2 separate regions of the Mus musculus genome follow, and region 2 is linked to region 1. A link is a contact called in public HiChIP or PLAC-seq data. All regions are on one chromosome and are shown on one strand. Each heading gives the region's core, a stretch centred on a gene start, on an enhancer-like site or on the middle of the called end of the contact. The rest is flanking DNA. Distances are from core to core; before and after follow the strand shown. Region 1 has its middle 52 kb from the start of Gm46480. Region 2 holds the start of Rnaseh2b (ribonuclease H2, subunit B).

The links. HiChIP or PLAC-seq counts read pairs in DNA pulled down with a chosen protein or histone mark.
Region 2: a contact with region 1 is called in an H3K27ac HiChIP or PLAC-seq map of acute myeloid leukemia, with 2.9 times the contacts expected there. The contact joins the promoter of Rnaseh2b here to the enhancer-like site in region 1. A contact is called at or near these places in 2 of 39 promoter capture datasets (cranial neural crest and embryonic stem cells), 7 of 115 datasets of contacts at active chromatin or transcription factors (the 230-238 cell line, acute myeloid leukemia, bone marrow-derived macrophages and 2 more) and 1 of 9 other capture datasets (embryonic stem cells).

The regions. Positions count from the first base shown.
Region 1 is chr14:61,755,751-61,761,704 of GRCm38.p6, reverse strand. No RefSeq gene overlaps it. Among named protein-coding and RNA genes, the nearest start is that of Gm46480, 52 kb to the right of the region's middle. Within about 2 kb of position 4,079, at least 129 of the 459 cell types and tissues checked have an H3K27ac peak or open chromatin away from gene starts, as enhancers often do. A contact at or near this core is called in the 230-238 cell line, acute myeloid leukemia and bone marrow-derived macrophages, where this site is marked.
Region 2 is chr14:62,328,309-62,334,732 of GRCm38.p6, reverse strand. It overlaps Rnaseh2b (ribonuclease H2, subunit B), which reads right to left and starts at 2,665. Exons shown (of 11, transcript NM_026001.3): 1 at 2,557-2,665. The coding sequence starts at 2,617. It overlaps Gm41173 (a long non-coding RNA gene), which reads left to right and starts at 2,678. Exons shown (of 2, transcript XR_874686.3): 1 at 2,678-2,871; 2 at 4,405-6,424.

The DNA of each region.
Region 1 (5,954 bases), core at 2,830-5,329:
CTCAATGTTTCAGGCAAAATTCCCCAGGACAAGGATGTTCACACCAAGTGACACAAGTCACATAAAGACAGGCTTGCCAAGAAAGCACTAGAAATGTCAAATGATGGCATCCTCAGGCCTGGGACTAAAGGAACTCCAGCCCCATTCCCCCCTGTCTAGCATCTAGAATTCTACTTATCCCTGTGTTGTGGATTACTCAGGGCCACCATGAGAAGGAGGAACTGGACAGGACAAATTTGAGCATCATACAGATCTCTGTCCTTACCAGAATTTAACCATTTTCCTAGGCGTTTTTTATATCCACAAAGTTCATTGAGTCACAAGCAAAATAAGTGTGCACACATGTGGACACTAAGTTGCTGAAACCCACTGATAAAAAGTCTAAAACATGCAAAGACAAAAGGCTATGTCACAAAAGGTGAGGTGCAAAAGAGCATCATTTGCCAAGAAATAATGGCACCTCCACCCCAGCATCTGGAAGGTTAAGTTCATGGGAGGCAGCTGCAGAGTAAGCTCCAGTCCAGTCTGGCCACACTGACTTCTAACCAGAAATAATGGAGTGCATTAAGTTATTGAGGGAAAAATCAGCAGCCTAAATCCTCTATCTGTTAAAAATAAGTATATCTCAACAATGATGCAGTGATGCAAAGACAGGTCAGACAAAGCAAATCCAGAACAATTCGCTGCAGCAGACCTTCAGGTGGAAGAGAGATATGTGAATAGCGTAACAATTCTCCTCTAACTTATGACTCCATTAAAAGATAACAGGTTGTTTATTTGAGTCAAAACGAACTCAGAACAAATTCAGGGGAAGCAGATGGACTCTGCATACACTGCAGACACCTATATACTCAATATAGGCTTCTCTCAGTGACAGCAGCTATCCTACACCTCTCTGCCTCCTGAAAATCTCTCTTTCAGAGTCAATTATAAACACACACACACACACACACACACACACACACACACACACACACACACACACACACACCTGCCCAGGCTTACCCAAAGTCACCTTAGGCAATGCCAGAATTAGAATTTACCCCTCGAGTATCCTGTGCAAGTGGATAAAGCTTTAAGGTTATTAAATAAAAGCCTCATGCCAGAGGTTGGCTAACTCCCTGCAATTATTGATGGGGAAGCCACTAAGATCCCAGAAACAATATGAGCAATTGCCACTGATATTTGTTTGTAGCTTCCCCTCCCCCAGCCTTAATGGTTCCACTGTTTACACCTGGATGGAGCTTGCCGCTCAATCGTTCTGCCACGCCCACTGCTGGAACCTGCAGCTTGGCTGTTCAGAGCCATACACGTGGTCACCCTGCTACTGGACTCCAGGACTATTTGGCAGGAATCGGCCCCCCTTCCCCTCCTTCATAAACTGCGTGTTGGGATAGTATAATTGAGCTTTGATCAGAGTCCGTTTTGACTTGGCTCCGTTCTTTCTTCCGTCTGTTTAGTTCCTCTCTTTCAGCCCGAGCTGCCATCTCAGTTGTACCATTCCTCACGAGCTGCTGGTTGGCCCGTGACATTTGTTGACCACCAGACCTAGATGGTGAGATCCTGTTCACACCACATGCAGCTATCATAAAAACATAGAAAAATAATAATGTGATACTGGGCTGGAAGCTTCCTCCATGTTAGCTATCCTTCAGATTGCTATTCAGGTGGCCAAGACAGAGTTCTTACCAACTACCTTACTCAGCTGTAGACTTTGCATGCAGCACCATTGAGTGGCCAGACAAGATGTGCCCATTGGTACAAATGATGTCAAGTCTGTTACAGGGATAACTAACACTTTGTGCTTGGCCTTTGGGTCCGTTTCACAGAAGGAAATTCACTTCTGGTGCTATAAACCTATTCAAACCCCAAGACTGGGAAAGTCATGGGCCCTAGTGAGGAATCCGCTGCTGTTTGGCCTAGTAGATGTGGTAGATACACACACACACACACACACACACACACACACACACACTTCTGACACTAATTCATTGTTACTTATAAAATACCAGTGGTTCTTAAAGTTGCTTATGGTGAGTTTCATTATTTTTACAAAACATGAAATAATACCTTTAAATTTTTTGAAGGTTAATATGCTATGTCTAGCCAGCTACTGAAGACTAGAATTCTGCTTATGCTAGATCAAAAATCTAAACTAAAACACAGATATATAAAATTCAAAGCAAAAATATTCTTACAAGCAATAAAGACTCACATTCTCCCAACACTTTTGTGCATAGCATCTTGCTCCTGTCAGAGCACCAGCATCTTCAGAGACTTGTACCAGGCACCACCCTGAGATTCTGCTTTACTCCTAGGAAAGTCTCTGGACAACACTTGACTGGACCTGCACTCAGTCCTGATCCTTAAGAAGATTTGCAAAAAAAAGACTTTTTCCAGTTTTATCGTCACCTTAGAATACAAAGCTGTTTGTCATTGGCCAGTGTTTCATTTTAGAACAAAATGATTGCAAACGGCTTACCCCATGATAGAGCTCTGTAGTTCTTCACTTGTGTTAAAATGAAAATGGCCTTGGAGGAAAGACTATTTCCACAGACAGCTCACTGTGGCAGTGGTGAGGGCTCAATGGTGAAAGTCGCTCTACCTCAAGTATCAAGGATCTTTAAGGCTGAGGGCACACTCCCTCTGCATGCTTCATACCAAGAGAGGGGCCAAAAAAAAAAAAAAAAACCCTACTATTTAGTCTTCAGGAAATGATCACCTTTCTCACAAGGGGACTAGTAAGTCACAAGTCACCCCACTGAAGTGATCATAACGAGCTTCTTCAGCAATACGATAACCTATCTGAAGGTTTCAGGGCAGGCGGTTTCACTTACATCCAGGGCAAGCCAAGCACTGAATCTACACACACACAAATACACTGTGATAGTTTGCATATTTTTGGCCCAGGGAGTGGCACTGTCTGAAGGTGTGGCCTTGTTGGAGTAGGTGTGTCACTGTGGGTGTGGGCTTTAAGACCCTTGTCATAGCTGCCAGGAAGCCAGTCTTCCAGCGGCTTTCAGATGAAGATGTAGAACTCTCAGTTCTTCCTGCACCATGCCTGTCTGGTCGCTGCCATGTTCCCACCTTGGTGATAATGGACTGAACCTCTGAACCTGTAAGCCAGCCCCAATGAAGCCATCTTTTAGACAAGAGGAACATGTGAGATGCAACACCTGCTACTGAACATTTTTAATCAGTAAACTGTCCTCACTAAAGGTTTTGAGTAGTTAAAACTTGTATCACTGTATCCAGAACTGGAGGTGGAAATGCCATATTACATTTCTTTAGATATGCACATGCAACATACTCTCTATTACATATAACCAGATGTTGCTATGACAGCGCTTTTGTTAAACTCAGACAGAGTTCCTGAGATAGTTCTACACAATATGGGATTTCGGGAATTTACTTTTTAGCAACTACTGAAATAGATCTTGTGAATCTTGGGAGGCAAGTAAGCTATGTGAAAATAAATAAATCACAGGGATTTTTATTATGTATTTATTCAAAATGAAGGGAAAGGCACGTGATTCACAATATATGCAACCTGAGCTTAGAAATGTTTCTCTTCATTATCTAACAGTATGTGGTTTTATAAAAAACAAACTACCAAACAGTAATAGGACAGCTTTTTACTCGAAAATGCATATGGTTCCTTGGCTAAAAATAGTACAAACGATGGCGCTTCCAAAGACAAAGTAATCTCCTGGGGACAGAATTAGTTATGCTCCCTACGCCTGCACACTGCAAAGCTGAACTGTATTTAAGGCTGTTCACAAGAATTAAACAAAAACTTAAAAGAGGAAACCCCTCTTCGAGAGGTTTTATAACGTTTTGAAAACTGCATTATACATTCTAGACGCAATTTAACTTGTTTGCATTTGTGCCATGCCTTCCCATACATAACCACTTTCAAATGCTTTCTAAAGGCCCAGGAAGGCTATGTAAGAACTGCTCAGCGGAGTGCACACGCTCAGGAACACGTGGCATGCCCGCGGCAGGCTCTCACTTTCTCCATGTCCCACCAGACACGGTCCCTAGGGACTTCTGTGCTCCAGTCTGGGAGGGCGGGCGACTTGGCACAGCCTCTCCCTGGGTAGGAGGGGAGAGCTGCTGACTCACGACCAAGGCGGGCTGGCTGCTCTCCCTCCCTCCCCAGCCCTGCCGAGAGAGAGAGAGAGAGAGAGAGAGAGAGAGAGAGAGAGAGAGAGAGAGAGAGAGAGAGAGAGAGAGAGAGAGAGAGAGAGAGAGAGAGAGAGAGAGAGAGAGAGAGAGAGAGAGAGAGAGAACACTGTGGGAAGGAACACCTCCAGAGCCCAGTGTTCCCATCACAGCCTCACCCCCAGCAGGCGAGGAAGAGGATGGAAACCAGAATGAGTTAGAGAAAGAGGAACCTATGGAGAAGGAAGCGCAAGAGTGGACCTTCCTTCCCAGCCTGGGCTTGGGGGGGAAAAAAATCCTCTGCCCCGCCCCCACTGGACAAGCCGCCTGGCAGGTCTGTGTGCATTCAGTGACTAAAATCCTTCAGCCAGTTTCTCTTCCCAAACCCTCTTCCCATTTTCACTCCTGTCTTGTCATAAGGATGAGCTGCCTAAGAAAGCATTTAAGGCTTCTGTTGTCAACTGGACACTGAGCCCTGATCTGCCCTGGATGGAAATCTATAATTCTGAGCCCCAAGGACCTGGAGGCCACGTTTTAACCAGCCAGGAATTCAGATTCAGTGTTAACAATGAAATAAAAGGTCTTTTTTTTTTTCACTCCCCAAAGCAGTTGCATGGTTATATATGTAAATACACCATGTTAGGCAAGAAGTCAGGACAGTTGCCTCTGAGGCAGGGTGGAGATGACAGGAAGGAGTGCAAAGAGAGCATCCTGAAATGGTGGCAACATTCTGAGCCAACCCTGATCAGGGTTTACAGCTGTGTGCATTTATCATAAGTCTGTCAATCCACTGTGTATGTGTGCATTTCATTCTTTTTTTTTATTTATTTATTTTACAGTCCCACTTCCCCTTCTCATTCCCCCCATTGCCCCTTCCCTTTCTCTGCAGAGAAGGGGAGACACCCCCCACCCCCCCACCCCCCACCCCCACCCTGTCTTGGGTATCACCCTACCCTGGGGTATCTAGTCCCAGCAGGACTAGGCATATCCTCTCCTACTAAGGCCCAACCAGCCAGTTCAGGTAGGGGAAGAGGATCCATTGGCAGGGAACAGAGACTAAGACAGCCCCTGCTTCACTTGTTAAGGGAGCCACAGGAAAACCAAGCTATACATTTGCTATAGATGGGTCTGGGGTCTAGATCCAGTTCCTGCATGCTGCCTGGTTGGTGGCCCAAGCTCTGTGCACCCCTATGGTCTCAGGTTAGTTGACTCTGTGGCTCTTCTTGTGGTGTCCTTGGTCCTCCTCCTTGCTCATTTCCATCCCCCACGATTCCAGGGGACTTCCCAGGCTCCACCTGATGTTAGGCTGTGAGTCTCTGCATCTCTGCCTCCATCTGCTGCTGGATGGAGACTCTCAGGAGACAGTTGTGCTCAGTTCCTATCTTGCAAGCATAGCAGAGTTAATAGTGCCAGGGGTTGGCTCTCTCACATGAGGTGGGTCTCTGCAGGTTGGGTCTGTCATTGATTGGCTGTTCCCTCAATCTCTGCTCCCATCTTTATTCCTGTACATCTTGTAGGCAGGACAAAACTTTGGTTAAAGGTTTTGTGGGTGGAAGTCCTGCCTGGCTACAGGAGGTGGCCATTTCAGTCTCTATATCACCCTCTAGTAGGAATCTAAGCTAGAGTCACTCCCATAAACTCCTGAATCCTCTCCAGTCCCAGGCCTCCTGCTAGTCACCAGAGATCCCCGCCCCACCCCCACCATTACCACTCTCACTCCCAGCCCTCTCTCCTTCACCTAATCACCATCCCCATTCCCCTCCTCACCGCTATTCCCACCTCTTCCCTTC
Region 2 (6,424 bases), core at 1,416-3,915, 570 kb before region 1:
CCTTCTGGAACCTTATAACATGTTCCCAAAGTAACTGGTCTTAGAGTAATTAAACAGCAGTGTAGCATTCCCAATTACATCGGAGGTGCAGTATGCTCATTCCAGATGCAAAGACCCATTCCACCTTGCTGCAACACCCCAGCTTGTCTGTGAAAAGGAAGCTAGCACAGTCCACTCTCTGAGTTCCAGCTTTCCTTTGTCTAGGAGGCTTCAACTTAACAAAACAAAACTGAGAAGTACCCTGTAATCAACTTTAAGATGTAACCTTCGGGACATACCAGAGGCAACTTGAATGTAAATTAAATGTCAAGCCAAGGTTAGCTGCCTGTGCCCTGAATGTATACAAGCTCTGCTCACTTTCAGAACAGTGAACCCTCAAGCAGTCAAGCCTCAGGTGCGGTTACCCAGGACCCCAGCTCCCCAGGCTGGTCCTCGATACAGCAGTTCCGGGGGGTATTAGACCAGCCAGTAACGGTGCTTGAGTCTTTACTAGAAGAGCAAGCATATTTTTGGGTCTTAGCCCAGGACAGACTAGCTCAGAACCTTCACAAATGAAGTCTCACTCCCAGGAGGCCGGTGCCCTTACATTGGAGGGCAGACCCCATAGCTGCTATCAAACGTGTTTGGACCCTTAGAGCCTGCAGGTGGCACTAAAGGCCACCTGGAAGAGCAGAAGTCAGGAAGCCCAAGTTTTAAGTTTTAGAACCCTCAACCACTATCAGCCTAATGAGTAGGTGAGAGAGCACCTTGCCTGAAGGGTAAAAAAAGGTGAGAGGACAGACACCTCAGCTTTGAACAGAAACCAGGTGGCAATGCGTCTCACCCCTCCCTCCCAGTAGATCTACTACACCTTTCTCTTTGAGGGATGCATTCAACATCGAGTCTTTTCAGTTTTGTGCTTGGTACGATTATGACACACTTTAAGAAGGAAATTAATGTCAGTGAAACAGCCAACAAAACAAAACAAAACCCCTCAAATTATTGCAAACTACTATATAGTATTAACATGTTTGATTGCAAAAAGAATGATTAGGGATCCTACTACAAAAATCAAATATACTGATGTAACAGAAGGGTGAAAGGAGGCTCTCCCCTCTCCCAGCTAAACTAAGGTGTTCAGCTAGCCTTCTGATGGCTCACCAACACCAGGAATTCTCACTAGCTGCTTTACCAAGCACTATCAGTGAGGTTACGGCTTAACTGGACTCATCATAGGCAGCTGGAGTCAGGACGAAGCCGTATCAACCACTTCAGAAAACCATTCTGCAGAACTAAAGCTAACCCAACAAGCACCCAAAAGCAGCTTCCACTCCAGGATACAGACACTCCGAAGAAATGAATGCCAATGTCCACCAACAGCCTCAAAAGAATGCTGCCAGAGGTGTAACTCCTACTAGGTGCAAACCAGGAGGAACACCTAATGCCATCCATCCTCCGGAGAGTAGTAGCATTGATATGCATACAGCAAACCAGAAGCAATTTTTAAGAACCAGCCAACAAAACCCATGGAACAGCCATGGATGGATCTGGCAGACGTGGTACGGAGGGAAGGAAGACAGATACAAAAGTCACAGGGGTCCAAGCAGGCAAAACTAATTTGATGACAGAAAGCCTGGGGTTCTCTAGAAGACGGGTGTATGAGCTGCTAGCTGGAAAGCTACTCTTCTTGGTCAGCAGCATACAGGGTTCAGTTGAGTGAGCTGCAAACCCAAAATCCATACACTTGAATGTGTTTAACTTTTTACACAGGAGAGAAGCTGTGTATCCAAAGTAAGTGTCAGGTCGTTACATAAAGATTATAAAAATTATCATCACTGGATATCTATACCCTGGTGAAATATATTTGCTGTAAAAATGCTCTGCATTTGCTAAACTAAAACTCAAAATTAAAGTGACTGGGAAGTTTCCTTCTTCACGCGTATTCTAACATCAAATGTATCATTGTAAAATGACAGAGTGTTTCTGGCTTGCATTCCCTAACCCAAATTTATTTCACTTGCCCTCCTCATATGGCAATGGCTGTCGCATGCCACCACATGCCCTGATAGCTGGTCATCATCTACAGGGACACTGAGTGGCCTGGTTCTGGGATTTTTGACTGTCACCATGTCCTGGAATTGTTTCAAACCACGCTCACATAAACCCCATCCAGGCTCCCTTATGCCTGGCCACCCTTGCCTTTCCAGAGCAGCAGAGCGGCTCAGCATGGGACTACTGCGACCTCTGGTTTGGAGCTGGTAAGATTCTAGACGCTGAGCTACAGAGATCCAGTAACTCCCAGGGGACAGCAGAGTCCCGGGACCCCCGCTGCCCGCCGCAGGCCGAGTGGCTGGACCCGCCCCAGGGAATCCGCGCAAACGCTGCCGTCGCTTCCGGGTTTGGAGTTTTCCCGCGTGTTGTGACACGTGACCAGGATGCTTAGCAAAGCGCGGGGCACCGAATCCGGGTCCGCGCTCGCTAGGACCTTGCGGACCGGTGCTGGCCTGGGAAAAAAAAAAAACCCGCGCTGCCGCTGCCGCCACCAGCGACCTAGGCCCACGCGCCTCCCGCGTTTACCTGGAAGTAGGAACACTAGCTGCCTGGCCGCCAAGTCCCCGCGGTCCCGACCTCCGGCCATGGTCGCGCCCTGCCGGAAGTGGCGCCGAGGGGCCCGCCAACCGGGGCCACCAGCCTGCCTCCATTTCCGGGCCCGCCCGCTCGGCTTCCTTTTTTGAAATCTGCGCGGGCCCTGCTGTCAGTGGAGGGTGTGGAGCTCCTCGTTTTTCTCACTCTCATTCTACGGGCGCTGCTCGTGCGTGTATTTCATACATTGAGGTTCCTAATGCGGGCGAGCAGCCTTCAAATTGGCTGTGGGCCAATTTGATAGTTAAGGTAATTTTTTAAAGATACAACCCAAATTATGCTTATAATTTGGAGTTCAACATACGAATTTGTTATTTAGGATAAATCTTTAGAGTATTAACGAGACTTAGTTTGGGTGTGGTTTGGTTTTGACACAAGGTCCACCACCCAGCGGGGACTGACCTTCAAAGTATGCCGCCCTGGCTGGCTTTGAATACTGGATCAGGAACCTCCCAAGTGCTAGAATGGTTGTGAGCAAAAGTGGTGTCTTGTTGCCTAGGGCTCACCTCGGGGCTATAGAGAAAACAATTAAGCCCTGACTAGGGAGGTGGAGAGGGGATTCTCTCAAAGGGCCAGCTGCCGATCAGGAAGCTTGTTCTGAAGTGTTCTTTCTAGGCAGACTATGCACTTTATGTCTTTTGTTATCCAGTCTAGTGGCACTTTGTATTTTGTTTTTGTAGAGGGAGCAATGTGAGACACAGGCAACATAAATGTGGAGGTCTGAGTTATAAAGGTGGTCAAAGCTTTTGAGAAATTACATAGAGCAACCAGAAGTTGGTCTGGATCTTAAAACATAGGCTGAGATTCCCTCCTGAGGCATGAAGCCCTTAAAAATACCCACCTCTGAACAACAATATGAACTAACCAGTACCCCCAGAGCTCATGTCTCTAGCTGCATATGTAGCAGAAGATGGCCTAGTCGGCCATCATTGGGAAGAGAGGCCCCTTGGTCTTGTAAACTTTATATGCCTCAGTACAGGGGAACACCAGGGCCAAGAAGTGGGAGTGAGTGGGTAGGGGGGGGTGGTATGGGGGACTTTTGGGATAGCACTTGAAATGTAAATGAAGAAAATACCTAATTAAAAAAAATATATATATAATACCCACCTCTGACCAGACCATTGTAAGACCACGAAAAAATAAGGCCACGCAGGGACATTTCGTGATTCTCTCAGACAAAAGCAAGATCAGTGTCATTTGTGCAGCAACTGTCCCAGCACTTGGCCACAGTGAGAACTGCTTTACCCAGTACAGCTCTATTCCTGTGCTAGTCTCCCCTGGCTGTGGATAAGAGTCAGGAAGATGAGTCAGGATACAAAGACAGAAGAGGACTCTGGAGGGAAAGGGGTCCCCCTAGGACTGGCTTTGCGTTTCATGCTGGCTGAGAATTAAGAATTTTGACTCAATTGGACCATCAAGGTGGTTCAGTACACAGAGGATTAACAGGATTCCCATGCCCAGCCACAGAGAAATCACTGCACACTGAGGGATTAATAATGGAAATGGTTTTTAATGATAGTGTGTGTGTGTGTGTGTGTGTGTGTGTGTCTAATGCTCAGGGAGGAGGCCTTATAGAGAAGATGTTGTTAGCTTACATTTTAGGCTTATGCATTTCACATAAATCTTTCAGGCTCCAGCCCCAGGTTACACTTTGGAAAGTTTAAACAGACACAAGAGACGGCAGGTCTGGTCCCTTGCTTGGGCAAATGGGAGATTTACTCAGCAAAGATATTGCCTGAACTATTTAAGTACACTAGTGTTCCTTTTGTTCTTGTCCACCAGGCAGAATTACACGTTTCCTGTTGAGAGCACAGAGAACTTGAGGACAGACCAGGACTTAATGATGGTTGTGACCCTGTGCTACTCCCTTGAGCCACCCCTCGGAGGCATGTTCTTGATATGGGGATATGCCTAATGGCTAGTTGTAAGCCTTGTTATGGGACTAGAGCTTAACTGGAAATCAGTCTTGGTGACCAAGAATTAGCAGAAACGTTCTCAGTAATCCTAAACGTCTACTGTGGTACAGAGTTTTCTTCCACAGTTCCTCACAAGCCTCGTTAGGGCACTTCTCTCCCAGGCACGAGGCAGAGTTCCTTTAGCTAAATTCTACTCTGTGTACCTTGGTGTTTCCTAAGCCAGTTTATTATTAATACATCATAGCATCAATTTTATTACTTTGAGGTTCCTCTGAGTTCAATAACCACCCAAATGATGGAGCAGAAATGATCTGACTCCTGAAAGTTGCCCTTTGACCCCCACAATGTGCTGTGGCATGGGCACATGCTAAAGGCCAGTGAACTTTAATACTGTGAGTCTTTTGGCCAGCATTTTGCTCAATAACAAAACTAGGAAATGGCATTTAACGTGAAAATGGTGAAACTTCTGCAAGTCATGGGTCAGTCTCTTGTTAAGAGTCCCGTGACTCCTATTGATGAGTAAAGACCCACATCCCTTATCTCTCTTCATGTAATTCATGTAGTAAGAGAATGATTTTTCACACATTTGTGGTTTGTGTGTGTGTTCATGTGGGAGTACATATGTGTAGAGGTGAGCATGTACTTATGCGTGTTTATAGGTAGAGACCCAAAGTTGGCATCAGGTATATTTCTCAGCTGCTCTGCAGTTTATTTACTTGGTAAGCTCTTACTGAGCCCCAGACTCACTGACTCCAGCTACTCTAGCTGGACAGCTTGCTCTGAGGAGCCCTTCTCTTTGCCTCCAGAGTGCTGACATGACAGGTGGCTGCTGTGACAGCTTATCTTTTTACAAGAGTTCTGAGAATCAGAACTCTGGTCCTCATACTTGTATGATAAGCGATTTATCCATTGTGCCATCTCCCTGTGCCATCTCCCTGCATAAAGCTTATTTTTTAAACACTTGTGATTTCTCTACTTTAAGCATAAAAACAATACGTGTTTGTTGTAGTTGTTTTAGATGTCTTCCTCAAATTTCTAGCCAAGGCAAATCAGCCTTGCTTACTTCTTATTATGATTATATCCAGGTTCTATGATTTGTTACAAATGAAATTTATTCTGTTTTGTAGCTGTGAAGATTTTAAAAGGATACACTATTTAAATTGTGAAAGGTTGCCCCTGTATTTATGACGGAAATGTTAGTCCCTAAACTTTAACAATGATCAACTAAGTTGTCTAGGAAGTAACTAGCTGGGCTGGAGAGCTGAGTAGTTGGTAATTGCCGATCTGGATCCAGTCCCCAGCAGAAATGGAAAAGCCAAGTGCAGTGGTAGCACCTTAATCCAGAGCTGAGGGCGGAGCCAAGTCAGGAGGCGCGCTGGGGCTGGCTGTCTCTCACAGTGAGCTCCATCCAGGTTCACGAGAGACCTGGCAGAGACTGAGGAAGGAAGACACCTGACTGACCTTTGGACTCCACATGTGTACATGTAACCTTGCACATGCATGCCCCAGGCTCGTCCAACACACTCACACACACACTCACACACACACACACAGAGGGGACTTTGTAGACAGGAACTCTGTGTACATGTTTCTGTTTTAAAATGTCATGGGATTTCAAGAAGCATGTGGAGGCTTGAGAGTTAAGGAACTAAACTAAAAGGGAACTGACAACCTTACTGTTGAATATATGTCCAAAATCTCAGCCTGTTAACTACAGGGTTACAGAAAGGAAGGCATGGCATAAGGTTTAGAATAAGAGACAAAATATTAATTTCAGGTTTACATAGAATTCTAAAGGTATGCAAAATACCCCACAGGCTGAAACAGACTGAGAGAGTTAGTCCAGTTAGTCCTCACTGAATTCTTGTGAAAGCTTTGTTTGCCTG